Regions from separate parts of the Sus scrofa genome. Here regions 2 and 3 are each linked to region 1. Evidence: chromatin contacts called from public HiChIP or PLAC-seq data. All regions are on one chromosome and are shown on one strand. Each heading gives the region's core, a stretch centred on a gene start, on an enhancer-like site or on the middle of the called end of the contact. The rest is flanking DNA. Distances are from core to core; before and after follow the strand shown. Region 1 has its middle 130 kb from the start of SCARB1. Region 2 overlaps NCOR2 (nuclear receptor corepressor 2). Region 3 overlaps NCOR2 (nuclear receptor corepressor 2).

Evidence for each region. HiChIP or PLAC-seq counts read pairs in DNA pulled down with a chosen protein or histone mark.
Region 2: an H3K27ac HiChIP or PLAC-seq map of alveolar macrophages shows a contact between it and region 1. The contact joins two enhancer-like sites. A contact is called at or near these places in 2 of 2 datasets of contacts at active chromatin or transcription factors (alveolar macrophages and skeletal muscle).
Region 3: a contact with region 1 is called in an H3K27ac HiChIP or PLAC-seq map of alveolar macrophages. The contact joins two enhancer-like sites. A contact is called at or near these places in 1 of 47 Hi-C or Micro-C datasets (skeletal muscle) and 2 of 2 datasets of contacts at active chromatin or transcription factors (alveolar macrophages and skeletal muscle).

The regions. Positions count from the first base shown.
Region 1 is chr14:28,426,540-28,429,731 of Sscrofa11.1, forward strand. No RefSeq gene overlaps it. Among named protein-coding and RNA genes, the nearest start is that of SCARB1, 130 kb to the left of the region's middle. Within about 2 kb of position 1,487, at least 5 of the 83 cell types and tissues checked have an H3K27ac peak or open chromatin away from gene starts, as enhancers often do. A contact at or near this core is called in alveolar macrophages, where this site is marked.
Region 2 is chr14:28,680,647-28,683,838 of Sscrofa11.1, forward strand. It overlaps NCOR2 (nuclear receptor corepressor 2), which reads left to right. Exons shown (of 49, transcript NM_001044576.1): 7 at 1,826-1,939. Among named protein-coding and RNA genes, the nearest start is that of NCOR2, 39 kb to the left of the region's middle. Within about 2 kb of position 1,730, at least 9 of the 83 cell types and tissues checked have an H3K27ac peak or open chromatin away from gene starts, as enhancers often do. A contact at or near this core is called in alveolar macrophages, where this site is marked.
Region 3 is chr14:28,650,781-28,653,972 of Sscrofa11.1, forward strand. The region is part of intron 2 of NCOR2 (nuclear receptor corepressor 2); the gene reads left to right. Among named protein-coding and RNA genes, the nearest start is that of NCOR2, 9.6 kb to the left of the region's middle. Within about 2 kb of position 1,546, at least 27 of the 83 cell types and tissues checked have an H3K27ac peak or open chromatin away from gene starts, as enhancers often do. A contact at or near this core is called in alveolar macrophages, where this site is marked.

The DNA.
Region 1 (3,192 bases), core at 237-2,736:
GGCAGCAGCTCTAGGCTCACATGGGCTGAGTCTCAGTAAAAGATAGTGTCAGTAAATGGCAGAATTTCTTAACTGACACTTTTTTAATTTTAATTTTTTCTCATTTTAATTTCAAATTTTTTTTGGCTGCCCCAAGGCATATGGAGTTCCCAGGCCAGGGATTGAATCTGAGCTGCAGCTATGACTTACACTGCAGCTGTGGCAATGCCAGATCCTTAACCCCCTGCACTGCGGCAGGAACTCCTCATTTTAATTTTTTTAATCTCAGTTTTGCTGAGAATTCACATACGATGTAATTCACCTTCTTAAATCATGCAATTCAATGGATCTTAGTCTATTCACAGAGCTGTGTCCTTATCACCCTGATCAATTTTAGAACATTTGCATCGTCCCTGAAGGGCAATCCCCTACCCATCAGCGGTCACCCCATTACTTCCTCCCCTGCCTCTGGCAACCACCAATCTACTTATTGTCTCCATGGATTTGCCCTTTCTGGGCATTTCACATCCATGGCATCACACAACGTGGGACCTTTCATGTCTGGGTTCTCTTGTTCACCATTAGATTTTCAAGGTTCATCCACACTGTAGCCTGTTGCATCATGTCATTCCTCTTTATGGCTGAATCCTATTCCATCATTGAAAGGACCACATACTGTTTATTCATCCATCAATGGACATTTGGGTTGTTTCCCATTTGGTTTTTTTGGCCTTACCCGAAGCATGTGGAAGTTCCCTGGCCAGGCATTGAATCCAGACGGCAGCTGTGACCTGTGCCATGGCTGCAGCAACACTGGATCCTTAACCCACTGCACCACAGCAGGAGCTTCCTGTTTCTTTCTTTCTTTTTTCGTAACTAAAGTATATACACATGTTTGCATGTGTGGATGTTTGCGTTGTGTGGATGTTTGCGTGAACAAATGTTTCCATTTCTCCTGGGACTGTTGATGTTGAGAACACGGGTCACTCTGTTGCAGGGAGCTTCCTGGGCACGCAAGATGGTGAGCAGCGTCCCTGGAGCCTACCCACTAGATGCCAGTCACGTACCACACCCAACCAGTCATGACAAGCTGAAATGTCTCCAGACATCCGCCGGAGGCAAATTCACGCTTAGGAAATCACTGGGGTTGAATGAAAACACCTAGCCCAGAAGACTACGCATAACATGACACCCTTGTTATGATGCTCGCAAACAACTCGAACTCCATACTATAATCTTCAGTGCCCCGCTTCTTAAGGTATGGTCCCCAGTAACAGTGGCGGCACTGTCCCCACGAAAGGTGTTAGAAATGCCAATTCTTGGACCTTGCTCCGGACCTGCAGAATCAGACACTCTGGGGCTGGGGCCTGGAATCTATCTTCACAGCTGTCCTGGTGATTCTGAGCCCACTGAAGCCTGAGAAGCACAAGTGTGGACACACACATAAACAGATGCCCCCAGTAATCTTCATGCAAAGAAGCAAGGGAATGGGAATTCAGGACCTGGTGTTGTCACTGCTGGGGCATGGAGTCAATCCCTAGCCCAGGAACGTTTGTATACTGGGGGGTGGGGGGAGGGGTGGGCAGCCAAAACCGAAACAAAACAAAACAAAAAAAAGAAGAAGCAAGGAAATGACAAACGTAAATTCTGGGTGCTGTGCCTGGCCTGAAGTGAGGACAAAATAGTTGCTCATGAGATCAAGGAAAGGTGCTTACATGGCTGGGGAGAGGGGACCCATGGGGAACTGCATGAGGCACAGTCTTGTCCCTGCCCTGGGAACAGTGTCACATGAGTGTCCATTGTATTACAGAACAATAAGTTCAAAGGTACAGAAAGTGGTGAAGAGCTAGACAAAACTATAAAATAAAAAACATGCCAGGTGGGAGTTCCTGCTGTGGCGCAGTGGATCAATAGTTATGGCTCGGATTAGATCCCTAGACGGTGAAAAAGAAAACAAAAACAAAAAAACCCGGCCAGGTACCCACCAACAAAGGGAGTGAGTCAGGAGACGATGGTTAACCCAATTTTGTGCATCTGCGGTCATTCAGAACCAAGGCTGGCTATTATTGCCATGTTCAAGTTGATTCATCCAAAAGGGAAGGGGGGATCTTGACACGCCCACCAAGAGCTGACCTTTGCTGTCTATTAGTCACTTTCCTTTTTCAGACACCTCTTCTTGGCCTTAGAAATTAGGAGTAGTTGCTGTGTTCCCTGGGCGGCTCAGTGGGTTAAGATCTGGCATTGTCACTGTTGGCGCCAGGATTCGATCCCTGGCCTGGGAACTTCTGCATGCCACAGTCAAGGACAAATAAAAAAAATTAGGAGCAGTTGCTTTGATGATTTTTTTGTTTGTTTTTTTTGGTCTTTTTGTCTTTTCTATGGCCGCACCATGGCATATGGAGGTTCCCAGGCTAGGGGTCCAATCAGAGCTGTAGCCGCTGGCCTACGCCACAGCCACAGCAACACCGGATCCTTAACCCACTGAGCGAGGCCATGGATTGAACCTGCAACCTCATGGTTCCTAGTTGGATTCGTTTCCACTGTGCCACAACGGGAACTCCTGCTTTGATCTTTTGAGCAACATCTCTATGTGCCAGATCTATGTTAGCTAAGCACCCCCAGTCATACTGGTGCATGGTGTCCCATTTTACAGTTGGAGAAACTGAGTCTCAAAGCTTAAGTGATTTGCTTGAGGTATTCAGAGACATGGGAATAGAGCCAGACCTCAGTGAAGGTCTGTCTATGGCTGGACCTCCAGGGGCAGGAGCAGAGTCACTCTGAACATCAAGGCCAAGGCCCTGCTGGGATTTCCTCCAACGAAAGCTGAATTCAAGATGTCTTTGTTTCTACATCAACAGCCCTAACCCTGTCCATTAAAGGCCTGGCTGACTTGAGCTGTTGTTTTTCTTGACGTTCCCAAAAGATGAGGTCACCAAGCCCAGGGAGGTGAAGACATTGCCGAAGATCCCCAGCAGAGGCAGGATTCAAACCTGGCTCACCTCCTCCGGGAAGCCCTCCATGCCTGCTGCGTTTCTTCAACTCCTGTAGAACTTGAGGGCCAGAGATGTGTCCCCAGAGCCTGGCTGTCTTCTAGCCCAACTCAGGTGGTTGTCAGCCCTCCGTGGGCAGAGCCCAAACCTTCCAGTTCTTCTTTTTTTTTTAATTTACCCAAATTTTCTTCTTTCCTGATTCTTCTCTATTTAGAGAACTTCC
Region 2 (3,192 bases), core at 480-2,979, 250 kb after region 1:
TTGACTGCGACCGGAAGCCCAGGGGGCCCAGAGCAGCCCTCGATAGTCAGATTTTAAAGAAATTCTCCTTTGGCATTTTTTTTTTTTAAAGGTAAATTCACAAAACATAAAATGACTCATTGTAGGATGAGTAATGCAGCGGCATTTAGTACATTCATGGCATGGTGCAGCTACCCCCTTCTATCTAGTTCTAGGACATTTCCATCAACCAAAAAAGGAGACCCCATACACATCAGCAGTAACCCCCCAACCCCAACCTGCTTACTGTCTCTATGGATTTGTCTGGACATTTCCTATAAATGGGATCATAAAACACATGGTCTGCTGTGTCCAGCAGCTTTCACTCAGCATCGGCGTTCACCCCCGTTGCAGCCTCTATCGGCTTCAGTCTGTTTATTGCCGAATAATATTCCACTATATGGATGGATCGACCACATTTGTTTATCCATTCATCAGTTGGTGAACGTCTGGTGTGTCTCCTTCTTTTGACAGTCGGGAGTAGTGCTGCTGTGTGCTTTTGTCTGAGCATCTGTTCTCAATCCTTTGGGTCTGTAGGAGGAATGGAATTGCTGGGTCCTGTGGTAACTTGTGTTGCACTTTTAGTGCCTCAGGGAGGGCCACCTTCACCCACTGGTTGGAATCGCCTTTCTGTCCTCCCTTTCTGGCTGGGTACTCCTTCCATTTCTTTGCTTAATTTGTTTTGCCCTTTTTGGAGGGATTTAGTTGTTTTGCCCCATGCGAACTGCCCTTCTAAAAGCCACCATCAGGGGTCACTGTGGCATTGAGGCAGCTCAGCTCAACCAGCCAGGCCTTTGTGCCCGCAGCAGCCAAAACTGGATTTTCTGGCTCTTTCTGTGTTTCCCTCCTCGTGGCCACCTTTTTTTGAGTTTATAATGGTCATTTAAAAAAATGGTTTTATTTTATCTTTTTGCTCCATAATTGTCATGGGCGCAATGTGTGAGCCTTCTGTGCAAAGAACAGTGTTCTCATCTCACCCAAAACGCCCTGTCAGATTGTACCCCTGGGCCTTGGCCTCCTGTGTGACCTTGGGCCAGTGTCTTACGCTCTCTGGTCTTTGCTTTCTCTTTTTGCTAGAAAGCAGACAGTAGCTTGAAGGGAGGTCCTTAATGGTGTTTGGAGGAGGAGGGTCCAGCGTGAGGACCACAGGCAGATGACGATGATAATGACGATGATGAGAAGCTGGTTGTTAGGTGTTTAGTGCTTTGCATGCATCTGCTCATTTCATCCTCATATCAACTCTAGGATAGAAACTTTAATTATCCCCATTTTCCAAATGAGAAAAGTGAAGTTTAGCAGCTTCTCAGGGTTACATAGCAAGTAAGTAGTAGAAATAGGGAAATAGGGTTCCAGTCTGGACAGTTTGGCCCCAGAGTTTCCAGCCTCTCCTGAGGATGACGGCACTTGTGGTGGTAATGATGGCTAGTGGCTGGTCTTTAGCGCGTCCCCAGTCTGCACTATGCATGCATTAACTCATCAGGGTTAATGAGCCCACTTTACAGATGAGGAAGCTGAGGCACAGTGGGCTTAAGCTGTTTACTTATGCTCACCAAAGCTGGGCTTGAACCCAGGAAGGCTGGTTGTGAGTCTGGAGTTGACCCTGGTCAGGCCCTTCCCCGTGGGAGCTGAGAGAGGCCCTCCAGGGCTCGGAGTCCCTGCGGGTGACTCAGAGGAAATGGTTAGCAGCCTGACTTCCTGTGCGGGGCCACCAGCCCGGCTGCATGGGGGCCGCCCCTCCGCCATGGGGGTGCTGCCTCTCTTCCGCCCGCCGGCGTGCTCACCGCTATGCTCTCCCCGCTTCCCACAGCAACAGCTGGAGGAGGAGGCCGCCAAGCCACCCGAGCCTGAGAAGCCTGTGTCACCGCCGCCCATTGAGTCGAAGCATCGCAGCCTGGTGCAGATCATCTACGACGAGAACCGGGTATGCCCCACTCCGCCCCCTGGAGCCCCCACCCCACCTTCTGCTTGCTGTGTGCTGGCTGCCAGGCGGGATGCAGGTGTCCCTGTGAAGCGTCTGGCTCTCTCCACCCCCAGCCTCAGTGTTTCCATCTGTGAAATGGGGACCTCTGCGAACAATCTCCAACCCCTCATCAGACTTGGGTTTGTGAGTGGGAGGAGGAGGGGCGGCTAGTGGAGACCCATCTTGGTGTGGCTGTGTTCCGTTCTGCTGAGACACACAGACTGGTGTGGATGTTGCCTGTGAGATACAAATAGAAATGCAGGCATTAGGTCATAGGAGAGCTTTAGGGGCCAGTTGATCTGTGGAAGGATGGCAATAGCTTAGGGACTCATGTAGAAGAATTCCTGTAATGCAGTAGACAATAGTAATATTATTCATCATAACAGCAAACATTAGTTGAATAGCTTCTCCTTTTCAGGTGATGGGCCAGGTTTTTTACGTAGCAGTCCTCAGAGGGTAGGCACAGTGATTGTTTCCATTGAACACAGGGAGAAACTGAGGCCCAGAGAGATAAAGTGACTTGTCTGAAGTCACACAGCTGAGAAGTGGCGGACCTGGGATTTGAACCTGTAGGCCATCAGTCCCAGAGCCTGATTCATCAACACCGGCCTCTGCTTACATTTAGCCCTGGAAGGGGCCTTTGGGGTGGTAGAACACAGGTTCTGTAGCAGACTACCGGGGCTTCTAGGGATCTGTGGAGGCCAGCTGCGTGGTGTCTGGAGGAGGCTTGGTCTTAGGGGAGGGGCTTAGGGTACCAAGAGCAGAGTGTCTCCCAGGGGTTAAACTAATAAGGCTTGAGCTGCCCTAAAGTGGAATCTGGTGTCCTGTGAGATGGTGAGTTACCCATCTTCCCATAAAGCCACTAAGGACTCACCTTCAGTGATTGACAGTTGACTCTTTCCAAATATGCTCAAGGCCTGTATTCATGGCCTGCGTATTCTCCCTTATTTCATAGATGAGGAAACTGAGGCCCAGAGAAGGATTGTTCCTTGTGTGAGGTCACACAGTGAAGTGTGACAGAAGGAGGACCTCTCCTCCCTGCCTTGGCCCCTTTGGTCCTCTCCTGCTCTGGGCTCCTGGTCATATTTCCCCGCTATCCCTGATATGGGGTCTGACCCTGGCTGCTGGATCAGTGCTCAGAGTCCAGGTGGGAGCTGGGGAGTGCCTGGTGTCCCAGGGCCAGCCTGGATGGGAACATGCAGTTGGTACCTGTG
Region 3 (3,192 bases), core at 296-2,795, 220 kb after region 1:
AGAGACTGCGGAGAGAACAGCTTTGGGCCTGGCCTCAGGTTTCAGGGTCCGGGGACCTAATCGAAGGGTCGGAGAGTTGCTAGTCAGCCCCTCCTGCACCCAGGCTATCTGATTGGAGGCGCTTGGTCAGTGGGGAGATCATGAGGCACTTCTGAGGGAGCAGAGCTATGAGGCGCTGGTCTGCAGGTCCATGCATGCCCCAGGGCCATTGGGTCCTAAAGGGAGATAGGCCGAGACCAGCCCTTGATTGTGGTCCCACTCAGCCCTGGGCTGTGAGGGGCTACTGCATACTAGGACCCCTGGCAGCACCCTTGGCAACATTATCTCTTTTCATGGTGGGAGAGTGGGAACCACCATAGAGCAGCTGGGTGCTGTTATCTAGCAATCAGGGTGGTCTCCCTGGAGGAGGTGCGTGCACGTGCAGGTGTGTGTGTGTGTGTGTGTGTGTGTGTGTGTGTGTGTGTGTGTGTGTGTATGTGTATTAAAAAAAAAAAAGCTTTTGGAATTCCTGTTGTAGCTCAGTGGGTTACAAACCCAACTAGTATTCATGAGGATGCAGGTTTGATTCCTGGCCTTGATCAGCAACTTAAGGATCCAGCATTGCTGTGAGCTGCAGTGTACATCATAGACGCAGCTTGGATCCTGCATTGTTGTGACGTAGGCTGGCAGCTGCAGCTCTGATTCAACCCCTTAGTCTGGGAACTTCCATATGCTGCAGGTGCAGCCCTAAAACGCAGAAAAAAAAAAAAACTAAAAAAAATTTTTTTAAACTGTGCTACAGTACACATAACAAAAAGCTGACCATCTCACCCCATTTGAATTGTACAGCTCAGCAGTGTTTAGTGTATTCACATTGTCCTGCAAGCATCACCACCATCTCCAGAGCTTTTTCATCTTGAAAAACAAACTCTGTGCCCATTTAACACTAACTCTCCCTCCTCCAGCACCGGCCACCCCCCCTTCTATTCTCTGTGACTCTGATCGCTTGGGGCACCCCGTATGGATGGAATCGATGGTGTTTGTCCTGTTGTGTCTGGCTTGTTTCACTGAGCGGAATGTCAAGCTGCATCCTGTGGCCTGCTCTTTCTTCTGGGGTTGGTTCATTCCCACACAGGCAGCAAAGTGGACTCTGAGCCCCTCATCCTTTAGAATCCCAGCATTCCCTTGGGTTAGCAATCGGGTTACTGTGCCTTTTCCAAGGGGCAGGATGCTGAGCTCCTCACGCCCTGCACCTGGCCCCGCCTCTGTGTCTGTGTCCCTGTGGCCCACTGCATAGTGCCCGCCTATCCCAGCCCCAGGCAGGGGGTTAATCGGTTTGCCCAGGTCACACAGCTGGTGCTAGTGCCCCACCCCCTGCCTCCCAGCCACCAGCTTTTTCTCCAGGTCCCCCCCACCCCGCCTTCCCTCCGCAGAGAAAATTGCCGTTTGGAAGGCCAGATGGAGGAGCTGGGTCTAATGGAAACCACGTCCCTCCCGGGGCGCCCAGGACTTAATGAGGAAGAGCCAGGAAAAATCCGGCGTTGTGTTTGTGAAATACCCAAGAGGGAGGGCGCATTGCATGGCCAGGGTTCTCATGCGGAACCCTGTGACCTGGCGTACCAGGAGCGGTTGTCAGGACTGGTTTCTCTCTCTCTCTCTCTCTTCCCTTTAAAATTAAAAAGGGGAAAAAAAAAACAAAGAGTCGAGGAGGAAGTGATTTTGAGCAGATCTCGCCCTGGCAGGGGAGCAGGGTTGGGCGGCTGAGCTGGCCACAGCCCAGTGGACACACATGTACCAATTAAATTGGAAACAGAAACGGGCCTCCGTGGCGGCTCCGACCAACCAGTGCTGCATCCCTTCCGCTTGCTCTGGGAGGGGGCGCCTGTGCTGGCGGTTTCGGGGGGGGGGATCAGAATGAAGCCTGGCTGCTTTCTGGCTTTTTGACCTTGGGCAAGTCAGCCCACCTCTCTGAGCCTCAGTTTCCTGGTCTGTGGAGTGGGGACAAGCATGTCTGGGGAGGGAAATCGGACTCTTCCCTTGATAAATGTTGACTGGATGAAGTAGAACCTGCCAGCTAGTGAGGGAGTGGGTCTGGTGACCCTGGGGGTGGTTGGTGCTCTTGAAGCAGAATCAGTGGGGGGTAGGGGAGTGGTGGTCCTCTGGGAATCCTTTTAGGGAGGTTCATAGGTGGTGCAGGTGCAGCGAGCGTGTTTTTCTCTGGAGGGTTTGATGCAGGATGTGGTGTTTGGTGGTCTCTCATCCATGACCCCCCAGCCAGGCTGCAGAGGCATTTCTGTTCCGGGACCTGATCATTCTGGTGGAGCTGGAACCCTTCTCTGCATGGCCACTGTGCCCACCTCTCCAGACGCCGGGACCACATGGGCTGAGCGATCCAGCTGAAGAGGGCGGAGTTCGGGCACGCAGCACCAGCCTGCTGACCTTCTCTGTTTTTTGTTTTGTTTTGTTTTTTTGTCTTTTTAGGGCTGCACTCACGGCATATGGAAGTTCCCAGGCTGGGGGTCCAATTGGAGCGGCAGCTGCCAGCCGATGCCACAGCCAAAGCAGCGAGGGATAAGAGCCGCATCTGTGACCTACACCACAGCTTGTGGCAACACTAGATCCTTAACCGACTGAGTGAGGCCAGGGATGGAACCCACATCCTCATAGATACTAGTTGGGTTCTTACCTCACTGAGCCACGATGGGAACCCCTGCTGACCCTCTTTTGGCCTGTCTGTAATAAGAAGGTGTTGAGTGAGGGGTCCTGCAGCTGAGGTCTCAGGCCCAGGAAGGGCAGCCTTCTTCTCCTTTTCTCCAGACTGTGTGGGGGCCGGCTCATCCCTGGGGAGCACCCTCTGCTTTCTCTGCTCAGATGTGGGTCTCCCTGGGCCTGTCCAACTTCCTCGTTAGGGACTCACTCTGCCATCTGGTCAGCTTACTCACACAGCCTCAGTTTGTTGTCTGCAAGGTGGGGATGGTCCTGGTAACTACCTCGGCCAGAACTAGCATCACCATCCTTGCTGTTATTTCGCCCCTCTTCCTCCCCCAGTATTTGGAGCAGCACGGGGGAGGAAGAAACACAGCTTTCCTTTGGGGGGGCTCATCTCTGGGTGTTGAGCTTTTCGTAGCTTTTTTCCCAATGAATCATCTTTCCGGTGACCCTAAGAAGAGACTTTTACAGATGTAAAGCCCAGAGAGGTCAGTACGGTGTCCA